Linked DNA regions of Rattus norvegicus: region 1 is linked to region 2. The links are chromatin contacts, called in public Hi-C maps. All regions are on one chromosome and are shown on one strand. Each heading gives the region's core, a stretch centred on a gene start, on an enhancer-like site or on the middle of the called end of the contact. The rest is flanking DNA. Distances are from core to core; before and after follow the strand shown.

Region 1 (5,613 bases), core at 203-2,702, 120 kb after region 2:
CCACACTTTCTGCCCTGCTGGCTTTCCCTGGCCTTCCTTTCTGCATCCAGTCCTTGCTGGCCTTGGGAATCTCCCCACAGACAGATACACTGACTACTGCTGCTTTCCCAGAATCCACTGTTTACCCTGTTACCTCCCGCCATATGATTCAGGGAGGCTGCTTGCTTGTTTTAAAAACATCTCTCACTCAGAGAATAAAATAAGTATCTGTGAGATCATTCTGATAGAAATCAATGATCGGGGGCTGGAGAGGTGGCTCATCGGTTAAGAGCACTGAGTGCTCTTCCAGAGGTCCTGAGTTCAAGTCCCAGCAACTACACGGTGGCTCACAACCATCTGTAATGGGATCCGATGTCCTCCTCTGGTGTGTCTGAAGACAGTTGTGGTGTACTCACATACATTAAATAAATATTTAAGTAGATAAATAAATAAATAATCAGATCGATAGATAAATGGAGATGAACGAGAAGATTCTGTTTAGTAAATGTGGAAGGATTGAGAGAAACAGGAGCCAGCCAGGATGGGACAGCACTGCTGAACCAGGGAAGGGATAGGTAGGGCGGCCCGGGGGACGGGGCTGCAGGTGAGATGCATTTGGGAATTTAAAGCCAGACTTCAGGACCCAAAGCCTTCTCTTCAAAACAATGCACTGGGCTGGAGAGCTGGCTCTGGGGTTAAGAACATTTGGTGCTCTTTGCAGAGGACCAGAGTTCTTTTCCCAGCACCTACCACTGGGTGGTTCCCAACTGCCTGAAACGTCACCTATAGGGATCTGACACCCTCTTCTGGACTCTGTGGACAATTGCATCCACATGCACATATACATATACACAGTTTAAAAATAATAAAGTATTTTAATTCATTTATTACTGGTTTTAATACGTCTACACGTTCTTTACGTTTTCGTTACATTTTTGTTTATTTTGTGTGTGTAGCAGACGGGAGGCCTTGGTGTCAAAGTGGAGGTCACAGCACAACCTCAGGGAGTGAGCGAGCATCCATCCTGCGCTGGGAGGATTCTCACCACCAAACCCGGATCTTCAGCCTTGCTTTGCAGCAAGCGCTTTGCCCACTGAGCATCAAGCCCACCCTGAACCCAGTAGCTCTAATACTTCACTTCAGAACCTGAAATTGACCCTGTCCGGTCGCCCACAAGCCTGGCTTTATTACATTTTTTTTATTTGAACGAATTGAACCTCTTTTAACTTTAATATTTATTTCTGTGCTTGTGGGTATGTATGTACACACGCACCCATACGCATTGACCAGAGGAGAACATTGGGTGTCCTGCTCAAACATTCTACCTTCTTCCTTAAAGGGTCTCTCAGGAAACCTGGAGCCAGGTTGGTGGGCTCCTACGTCTGCATCTTCCCCCACCCCCACCCCACTCCACAGTGCTAGGATTCCGGGCACAGGGCCAGCCATGTCCAGATTTTAACATGGTTCTGTCAAGTTGAACTTTGGTCCTTATGCTTACATAGCAAGCACTCTTCATAGTCTCTGAGCCATCTGCTCAGCCCTCAATTCATTCTTTTTGGAAACATTGTCTCGCTATGTAGGCTCAGGCTAGAATCGAACTCAGGATCCTTTTCTCCCCTGAGGGAGTTGGGTCTACAGAAACATGCCGCTATGACCAGCTTTGTTCAGCTCATTTCTAAGCCCTCAGGACGTCCCTAAGGATACCCATTAGGGACCATCTCAGGTGTCCCACGTGACTTTGTATACTGCTTTCTAATACTGTCCTAGAAAACACCTTCCAGACCAGGTTGATCTCCTTGGGTAGGTGTTATTTTATTCCCAGAGCATGGGGATATTTTAACAAGATACACACACACACACACACACACACACACACACACACACACACACACACACATACACGCACAGCATACCCCTCTCTGTATCTTGAAGACTTCATGTTTCAGCTACAGAACTCGGTGTTTGCCCTGAGTCCTGCTCAGGGCACAAGTGAAACAAACAAAGCGTATTGGGTTCCGATGAGACAAGTTAGGATAACAAGAGAGCAAGCAATCCCTAGTCCCCAGAGTCACCACTTGGCGATTGCCACTTCAACAGCCTGTGACAGCCTTCATTTAAAGAATACTCCAATCACGCCAAACCCAAATAAAAATGAAGAAGGAGGGGCAAGGGAGATGGCTTGGCAGGGAAAGATGTTCACACCAATCCTGACAGCTTAAATTTCACTAGAAACAAGTCCCAGGACCCAGAAGTTGTCCTCTGACCTCCCCACCATCCCCGGGACATTAGCTTCCCACTACACACACACACACTATACACACAAAGTCAATTTTAAAAATGTGAAAGAAAGGATGAAAGAAGGGGGGAAGGTGAGAGGGACAGAGAGAGGAGGGGAAAGGTGGGTGCGATTCCCTCTCACCACCTCACACTGCCCTCCCTAGATCTTGGATCTGGAAAGAAACCAGAATTCATAAAAACATCTCCTCGGTGGCTCAGGGCCTTCTCAGCCTTCTCAGGTGGCTTGGAAGCAAAAACTGGTCCCAGAAGCATTTAAGGGAACCTCACTAGAAGGATAACCCACTACAACCCTGCCGAAAGTTAAGGTCAAAGTCTTGTTCGTAAGAGAAACTTTTCTTTGCAGAACCAGACTGGCTGCTGGATTGTCTGGGGAAGAAAATGTATTGTCCCTGCTGAGCCTTCCTCACTTCCCGATGTGTTTGGAAGGAAGTAGCTGAAAGACACCAGAACTGCCCAGCGTCCCGGGTGCCACCGTGCCCTAGCAATCCCAGAGGGTCCCACTGAAGCCAGAGGTGCAGAAACCTGACACTCTTACCCACATGCCAGACACAATGGTGCATACCTGTGGTTCAGGGCGCGGAGGCAGGGGAATCAAGAACATCCTTAGTTATGTAGCAAGCCACAAGCTAGCCTGGGCCATGTGAGACCCTATGTTTGGTCAAACCAGAGACTTACAGGGGGTTTATACACCGCCATCCTGGCACATGAACTCTCCAGCCTATTCTCTCCAGGTGGGTGTGGCTCCGTGGGACAGAACGGGACTGGTGTGTGAGGGGCTCCAGCACCCAGAATGCAAGGTGCCCTTCTGTGTCCTATACCTAGCAATACTACACTTCGCAACATGCTTAAATGACCCTAAAGGTCAGGGGTCATAAAATGATGACCAAAGCTGCTGAGGACTCTATAAAGCTCCCAACACTGGGCTCCTTCTGTGGGATTTAAATTCAGTCGAGCGGTCTCACGGGCTCTCCCGAGAGGCCGGCCGACACAATGCAGCACGGCATTCAAGGATCTCAATGGGGCTAGCTCTGTGGCATTCTGATGTTCTAACCTTCCTTTCTGACCTCCTCTTAAGAGTTCCCAACCTCTGAGTCCTTGAGGACTGGGGATGGGGAGGAGAAAGAAAAAAAAAAAAGCAATGAATTAATCAAAGGAAAAGTGTTCCGTTTCTCCCATTAAGAATTTCCTTGAAATATAGATGAGGCCCATCCTGAACAGTGGGCCATTCCGAGAAAGCCGTGAGCCCGAATGCTTTTATGAATAACTGGTAGGTTAGAAGCTCAGAGAGATCCAATCTCCCAGGCTACATGAACAGTCCAGCCACGCAGGAGCCCTTAGAAGCAAACAAATGGGGTACAGGCCCAGCTGATGCCCCGTGTTCCTCTGCACACGTAAAGAGTGGCTTCATTTTTATCCCCTGAGGCTGATGGTCCTTGGCTTCCAGTTAAGAATCTTTAAGAGCAGTGGTTCTCCACCTTCCTAATGCCGAGACCCTTTTAATACAGTTCCTCATGTCGTGGTGACCCCCAACTATAAAACTGTTTTCGTTGCTCTCTTCATAACTTTGATTTTGCTACTGCTATGAACTGTAATGTAAAATATATGTGTTTTCTGACGGTCTTAGGCAGCCCCGTGAAAGGGTCATTCCTGCACCTCCCCAACCCTGAAGAGGGAGGGTTGAGACACACAGGTTGAGAATAGATGTTCTAGTCATTAAATCTGCTTCTTGGGCCTCCGTGAACCAAATAAGGGAGGAGACGAAGGCAACACAAGAACCAATGTCTTGTGAGTTCGAACTCGTGAAAGCCGAGTTGATGGCTGCCGTGATATATGTGGTGGAAAGGATTCCCATGAATTCAGAGACTAGTCAGTAGAGGTAAAGAAAGGAAGTTATTCGTGCTCAGCCTCCTCCTCCTCCTATTATAAACCGATGTTAGTACAGCATTCACCCAGCATTCCTGAGTGAGGACCCAGGGCTGATCTCCAGCACTTACACAACAGCAAAAGCAGTAATAAATCATTACTTGCTATGCAGAAGAATACATACATCTGAGTTACTATAGGATGCTTATGGTTTTAAAGGTACAAGTGCTAGGACAGGCATGGGAGTGCACTCTAATCCCAGGTCTCAGGACAAAGAGATAGGCCATTTTGCTGTGAGTTCAAGGCCAGTCTGCTCTACAAATTGGGTTTCAAATAGCTAGGGTTTTATAGTGAAACCCTGTCTCAAAACAGCAACAGAAGTATAAATGCTAGAAGAAAGAAGACACCCAGGGGAAAGGGCTTCCGTAGAGCACAAGGACTTGTTAAGTCCCTAAAACCCATATACAAAAGCTAGGCATGGGTTAAGTCCCTAAAACCCATATACAAAAGCTAGGCATGGTAGCATGTCCTTGCAATCCCAGTGCTGAGAGTGGGGGACAGGCAGATCCCTGGGGCTCAGAGGCCACCAGCCTATGTGACTATGAAAACTTCAAGAAAAGGAAGATCCTATCTTAAAAACAAAAATGAGGAGTGACACGTGTTTTTTCTCTGGTCTCCACACACAGGGACATGCATGGAACTTGTACATGTACATGCAGCACACATACAAAATACTAAATATAATCACTATTCTTGAAACAAAAGTCAAAGAAAGAAAGAGAGAGAGAATGGAAGTAAGGACAGAAGGAAGGAAGGAGGGGAGGGAGGGAGGGAGGAAGGAAGGAAGGGAGGAAAAAAGGAAAAGGAAACTGGTGGCGAAATCCACACCTGCCATAATAAATTACAAAGCTAGCCAAGAAGAGATCCAGTTCTGGGACCCTGGGCAAGCTAGGTTCTACTACTTGTTCAGTTTCTTAGTTCTGAGTGCCTGTTAAGTCAGAATTCTAAATGAAAAGACTGACGGCCATGTCAGTTTAAAATCCTTGGACTCTTCAGAACTCCTCTTCAATATCTGAGTATGGCTGCACGTCAGAGACACTGACTGCTGGCTCCCGGCCTCTGCCTCGATTCCTGGAGAAGTTTCTGCTACCTGGTTCTCCAATACGACAGAATGGACGGGCTTGGAGACGAAGAGTAGAGATGTATTGTGTGTGAGAGATAAGCGCTCTGGGTTCACCGGTTCACAGGCTGCATTCCACACAAAGCAGCCCTCCTCGGGCACTCTCCTCCAAAGCTCTGCCATCACCCGACGCCGCTCTATCGGGATCCATTCTCTATTTCACTCCGGCAGAAGGTTCTAGAAGCGTTTTCCAGACTTACAGAATAGAATGTCTTATTCCTCACTTGAGAAATCTGAAGTCCAGGTGGAATTTGCAAAGTCGAAGGCGGGAAGACAATTGAGTCTTACAACAT
Region 2 (6,067 bases), core at 993-3,492:
GGACCTGGAACACGTGGAACTGGTGAAGAGGACGATGGCTGGAGTAAGCCTGCCCGCGCCAGGGGTTCCTGCCTGGGCTCAGGAGATATCGGACGCTCAGTGAGAAGATGTGGTGCAGAAAGCCCTCCAAGCCTGGCAGGCGTCCCCTGCCTGGAAGTGACCACTCAGGGAGCAAGCTGCCTTACCTCCCTGCATTCCAGGCCGGGACCAGCACAGGACTAACAGTTCTGGTTTTAACATCTGTCTTCGGGGTTGGGGATTTAGCTTAGTGGTAGAGCGCTTGCCTAGCAAACGCAAGGCCCTGGGTTCGGTCCCCAGCTCCGAAAAAAAGAAGCAAAACAAAACTAAAAAAAAAAAAAAAAAAAAAAAAAATCCCTCTTCTTCCCGTGTCCCTTTTCGCACCAAGGCAAGTCAGACCTCTCAGAGACCCACTTTGTTCAGTTCTGTACATATGAACATTGGCCCAAGCCCAGCCCACCTTAGCATGTATCACTCTGTGGAGAATAAAGCACCTTATGTACACTGCCAAAAACAAAACAAAACAAAACAAAAAAATCAACAAACAAAAAAAACCCCATAACAACAACAACAACAATGACAAACTGGTTCTGTAAGACAGGGAAGACAGGGGGTTGGGGATTTAGCTCAGAGGTAGAGCGCTTGCCTAGGAAGCGCAAGGCCCTGGGTTCGGTTCCCAGCTCCGAAAAAAAGAACCAAAAAAAAAAAAAAAAAAAAAAAAAAAAAAAGACAGGGAAGACAGATTTCCCTTTCCTCACAATGAGGATGTAAACCTTTGACCAGGGTTTTAAAACTGAGTAGCATGGTTGGGGAGTAGCATGGTTGGGGAGTACCATGGTTGGGGAGTAGCAGCATGGTTGGGGAGTAGCATGGTTGGGGAGTAGCATGGTTGGGGATGCAGCTCAGCGGTGAACAGGATGCTTGGTCTTGGTCAACTCCAACGCTATTATCATCTTTGACATTAACCATTATCCCCTGAGGCCGACTCATTCTTGCCCCTTTATCCTGGAGGAAGTCACTCCCTCCTTTGGAGTGGCTGGAGCCCTTTCCCTTCTCTTGAGCCTGCCAGCTCCCTTTGCACTTTACAGAAGGGCCATTAGGTGGGGCCCTGTCCCCATCTCCCAGGTAAGCCAATGACTATGACTCTGGACTTTGAGGACCACTGAGTTCTGGGACAAATGCTCGGATTGTCCAAATGCATGGAGAGGCTGTGGTGGAGGAGGCTGGCTAGGGTCTGCAACCCTACAGGTCCCGAGAGCTTGCTATGGAAGAGGTTGTACAGTTGAAATCGCCAATTCAGTTTTAAAAAACAATCACAAAGATTCTTTAGGAGAAACAAACAAACCAACAACACAAAAGCACATCATAAGTCAGCTGTCACTGACAGCATGACAGCCCTCAGCAGTCTAGCTCCTGCTTTCTAGTCCTCTGTCCCCACTGACGCCATCAATGGACCACTTTGACCCTTAACCACCGTGAGGCACTACACCATCCTTATCCAATCATTTGTGTCAGCGTGCAAGTATCCATCTCAATATTGCTTTGGGACTCGGCATTCTATCAAGGAGGGGTCGAGGAAGGTCACCAGACCCTCACATGAGGTTCCAGACACTTCTCTCAGCCATGTGTATATAATTCTGCCCTAGTGGCGTATGGCCTAGGGGAAGTTAATCTTACACAGCTATGGGGAGCCGTGGTCCATCCACACTAGGAACTTTCCAGTATGGCTGCTTTGGGGCCACCCATGCTACCATAGGAAACCCCTCACCCACACTCTGATAGGTAGACCTGCACCCAGTACTCCTTGTGTCAGCAGGGTGAGTACTTTGATTGGTCAATGGGACCTTACTGAGGAGGGGACTCGACCGTCCACTGTTGACATAGGCCAGCCTTCTCCTATCTCCTCCTTTGACCTTCACGGTCTCCCACGTCAGCTGACCTTGTCCACGTGCTCCCCTATCTTCCGTGATCTTCCGTCTACCGTTACAATCCCCTGCTGAAGCCCAGACACTGTTTACTTTCCTTCCAAGTCCAACTTCAAGGTCAATCCCAGGATACCTTTTCCTGTCACCTCACTGAACCCTCCGATCCCCCAAGAGACTCGGGCTGGACCGCAGGCTCATTCCGACCTTGGCCTACTCAATTTCCCACACGCTGCAAACGACTCTTAGACGAACTTGACAACATTTCCTGTGCTCCTACGCACAGAAGGCAGAGCTCAGCTGGGGAAGGGACAGTCAAGCAGGCTGGTGGCACCGCTAACCACAGCTGCCCAAATCACCAGGCTGCAGAGACTTCCAAGCGAGCAGTTTCCTCTTCTCGGTCACCAGTTTCTCACCAGCGGGGACCTTTGACCTTCGCCAACCTCCTTCAAACCTCTTTCCTGGTTTCTCTTCCTCTCGATGACTTCTCCTCACATGCCTGAAGCTAGAGGCCATGTGCACAAGCTAACTGGTTTTCTGTCCCCCTTCCCTCCCTGTATCTGCCCTGCCCTCTGACCTTTTCTTCCACCTGGAAGAGGAACAATCTCAAAGTGTTCTATCGGGAAGAACACTCACTATCTGGTTTCCAGAGATGGTTCCTCCAAATTCTGGCCTGTGAGGTTCTTTATCGTTAGTATTTCACCACCAAGGGCTAATGTCAGGGGTTGGGAGTGTAGCTCAGTTGTGTCGTAGCTTGCCTTGCGTGCATGAAGCCTTGAATCCCTTCCCCATCATTGCTAGGGAAGTGCAGACTGGAGAGGAAGAGGCACGGAAGGCCAGATGTTCAGAAAGTCATCCTAACAACAAAAGGAGTTTGAGACCAGCCTGGGCCCACATCTGTTCCTTGTTTTCTGGTGTGTGTGTGTGTGTGTGTGTGTGTGTGTGTGTGTGTTTCATGTAGCCTAGGCTAGCCTCAAACTCTCCACGTAGTTGAGGATGACCTTGAATTTCTGATTCTCTGCCTCTAACCCTCTGAGTGCTGGGACTAGTGCATGCATCACTGTGCCCAGCTGTATGTGTGGTCGGACGCAGTGCTTGAGATCAACCCAGAGCTTTTGTGTATGCTGGGCAAGCATTCTACCCACTGAGCAATATCCCTGTACTACCCCTGCCCTACCAGATTGACCTTTTTACACTTTGTTTATTTAATTTCGTGTGTGTGTGTGTGTGTGTGTGTGTGTGTGTGCGCGCGCGCTTGCGTGATCATCCCTGTACCTTGCCATGCATGTGGAGCTTAAAGGCCAAACTTCAAGAATCAGTTCCCTCCTTCTGTCATTTAGGCTCTGGGGATTGGGCCCAAGTCATGAGACTTGGTAGCAGGTATCTTTTACCTGCTGAGCCATCTCACTGGCTCCAAGTTTAGTTTAAGACAAACACTTATTACACAATCCTTCCTTGATTTCTTGCTACTACAACGAAAAGCCACCATGCTAACTTTTCAGGGTCTTCATCTACACTTACATTGAAATTTAATTCTATGGCATTACGAGGAACAAAGTTTGAGCCTCTCTGGTATTTGGAGGTGAGACTTTGGGATTAGGGAAAGAGGAGGCATCAAGAGTAGACCCAATTCAGTTTTACAAATGAGGAAACCTGAGGCAGATGGTTCTCCCTCACCGGGAGATGCCTGTGCCACCTTAGGCTGCTGCAGACAATCCCAGCAGGCACAATGACCTCACAGTATGATATGACACACCCAGGGACTTCCTAACCTTCAGAACTGTAAACTAGACTAACCTTTATTCTTTATAAATTATCCACCCTGTGGTCTCCAGTTATAGCAACAGACAATGGAATGAGACACATCATCAAGACAGTACCTCACTCCTTTCCAGATGAGCCACCTTTCTTCCTGAGACGTCTTTAAAAACTCTGAAAACTATTATTTTTGATACTCTGCTTCTAGCTATGGAATTATCTTCATGTATCTTTTTTAGCAGTTAGAGAGAGATTAGATGGTGGCGAGGCTGAGTTCCAATCCCCACACCTAGCTGGGTGACCTTGAGCAAGAGAGATCTGATCTTACATTTCCATTTTACCCTAAATATAAAATGCTTATCCCCCAGCATTACCCAAGCACTGAGGAATTAACACAGGAGATGGACCTGGATCTTAAGGGCTCCATAATGCTAGCCACCAACATTGTCCAAAGTAAACTTTGATCTAAGTAACTGTGCCTCTTCAGTCCTAGAAAATGCTTTCAGCTCTTCATGTTTCAAATATTAATCGTCTTTGAGCATTTTCATTTTGTTTTGCTTGAGAGACACAGTCTCATGTAGCCCAGGCTGGTTCCAAGTTTGTTTATAGAGCCTAGGCTAGCCCCTTGGACTCCCCAGTGTGGGAGTTATACATATAGGCCACCACTTCCCAGTTTACAGAGCACAGAGCTTAGTGGCCTGTCATGCACACTCTAAGGACTGAGCTGTCCAGCCCTCTTAGGGCATTTTTCTTAGTCATTGCTGTGTGTTTGGGGCAGAGAAGAGGCCCCAGAACATGAATGTGTTTCTTACCCAGCAGGAAAGCCTGGGAGAAGTATCTCCCTTCTCTCTGTTCCCTCTCAACCTGATTTGTCCCCTTCCTTTCACAGCCAGGCCCCTTGGAAATTCCTCTTTGGTTCATTGCAAGCTGGCTGGCTTCTGCTCCACTATGTCACCTCCCTGTCAAAAAGCTTGCCCATGACCTTACTACGCCATCCCTCAGGACCCTCTAGATGCCACGCTCACTGAACTCTGGGGCCATTATCGGTGCCGACAGTGTCTTCACCCACAGCTCTCTCGGGGTCTGTGATCTCCACACACCCCATTTCTCCCTCAAACTCTCAGAGCGGCCCTTCTCATCCATCTTCTTCATTCCTACAGCTTCAAAAGTAACCCTGTGACTCCTCAGAGCTCGCCCTCTTTTGCTCAGCCGTGAACTTATGGATCCAATTTTCTACTGGTTCCTACTGTCATTTGCTGTGTGAGCACTTCAGCCTGAACTCACAACCTCTCCTGCCTTCAAGCATTTAGGCTACTGTAGCAAATTCCCTGAAATGGGGCTGCTTGTACATAACAGAGGAGGGGGGAGGTAGATTCTCACAATTCTAGGGTCTGGGAAGCCCAGGTTAAGACTGATTTGCACACAGCAACATAAGGGGGTGAGGAGTTTCTGAGGCTTTTAGCAAACAAGTGTAGGGACCCTTCTCAGTTTCATTCTTAAGACGCAGCTACTGCCTTGGAGGGCTCTGGTAGGATTTCACCCAGAATTCTGGGAGGGCGGAAACACAGACCTTCCCACCACAGTGTCTCTTAAGCCATTAAGAACATTTCTTGTGGGTGCTATTGCTACTCAGCTGTGGAAAAAAAAATAACCGTAAAGGATGGAGCCTGAGTTCAAATGCTCTCCTTGTTTTACCAATCCAAAGACGGACCAACCATGCCTATGTTCTGAGAGACTAGGAGCAAACCAGACTCCCTGGGACACAGGGAGAGGGGCCACAGTAACAGAGGGCTAAATAACAAAGGTTTGCAATAAAGATGGTGACCTTCCAAGGTGGCCAGCTTCTTCCTCACCCTCCTGACCTGAGACAAAAGCCTGGCAGTTTAAAACAAAGGCCCTGTGGACTTCCTCTCCCACCAGTGGGCCGCCTGCTGCTGGACTGGCCCAACAAGTTCAAGGCCAGAGCAGGCTATGTTTACACAACAGTTGGGAGCCAGTCAGCAATCCTGCCTTTCTTCAAATGAACCAAGGCGAAATGAGAAGACACGCAGAATTCTGATGCCAGGAAGGCAGGACCAGGAGGATCCCTGGGGGCCAGTCATAGAGCTCCAGATTCAATGAGAAATCTTTGGTCTTTAAACCCTGCCAGCCCTTGAGAAAAGACTGGATTTTGGCATTTGAGTCCCGCCTCTGGTTCTTGGAGGGCCTTGTTCTCTGTGTGCCTACTGTGTGTGTGTGTGTGTGTGTGTGTGTGTGTGTGTGTGTGTGTGTGTGATTTTTCCACTGCTACCTGTGGAGGAGTTTGTTCCTGCCTTTTAATTCCATAACTGGCAGAGACAAATGAACCCAATCCACACCCCTATATGATA

The links. Hi-C and Micro-C count contacts between places; a contact is called where the count stands out from the background.
Region 1: a contact with region 2 is called in a Hi-C map of liver, with 4 times the contacts expected there. The contact joins two enhancer-like sites. A contact is called at or near these places in 4 of 12 Hi-C or Micro-C datasets (frontal cortex, hepatocytes, kidney and 1 more).

The regions. Positions count from the first base shown.
Region 1 is chr10:92,852,994-92,858,606 of GRCr8, forward strand. The region is part of intron 1 of Pitpnc1 (phosphatidylinositol transfer protein, cytoplasmic 1); the gene reads right to left. Among named protein-coding and RNA genes, the nearest start is that of Pitpnc1, 73 kb to the right of the region's middle. Within about 2 kb of position 1,453, at least 1 of the 93 cell types and tissues checked has an H3K27ac peak or open chromatin away from gene starts, as enhancers often do. A contact at or near this core is called in liver, where this site is marked.
Region 2 is chr10:92,732,124-92,738,190 of GRCr8, forward strand. All of the region lies in intron 5 of Pitpnc1 (phosphatidylinositol transfer protein, cytoplasmic 1), which reads right to left. It also overlaps the pseudogene Mea1-ps1. Among named protein-coding and RNA genes, the nearest start is that of Nol11, 94 kb to the left of the region's middle. Within about 2 kb of position 2,243, at least 10 of the 93 cell types and tissues checked have an H3K27ac peak or open chromatin away from gene starts, as enhancers often do. A contact at or near this core is called in liver, where this site is marked.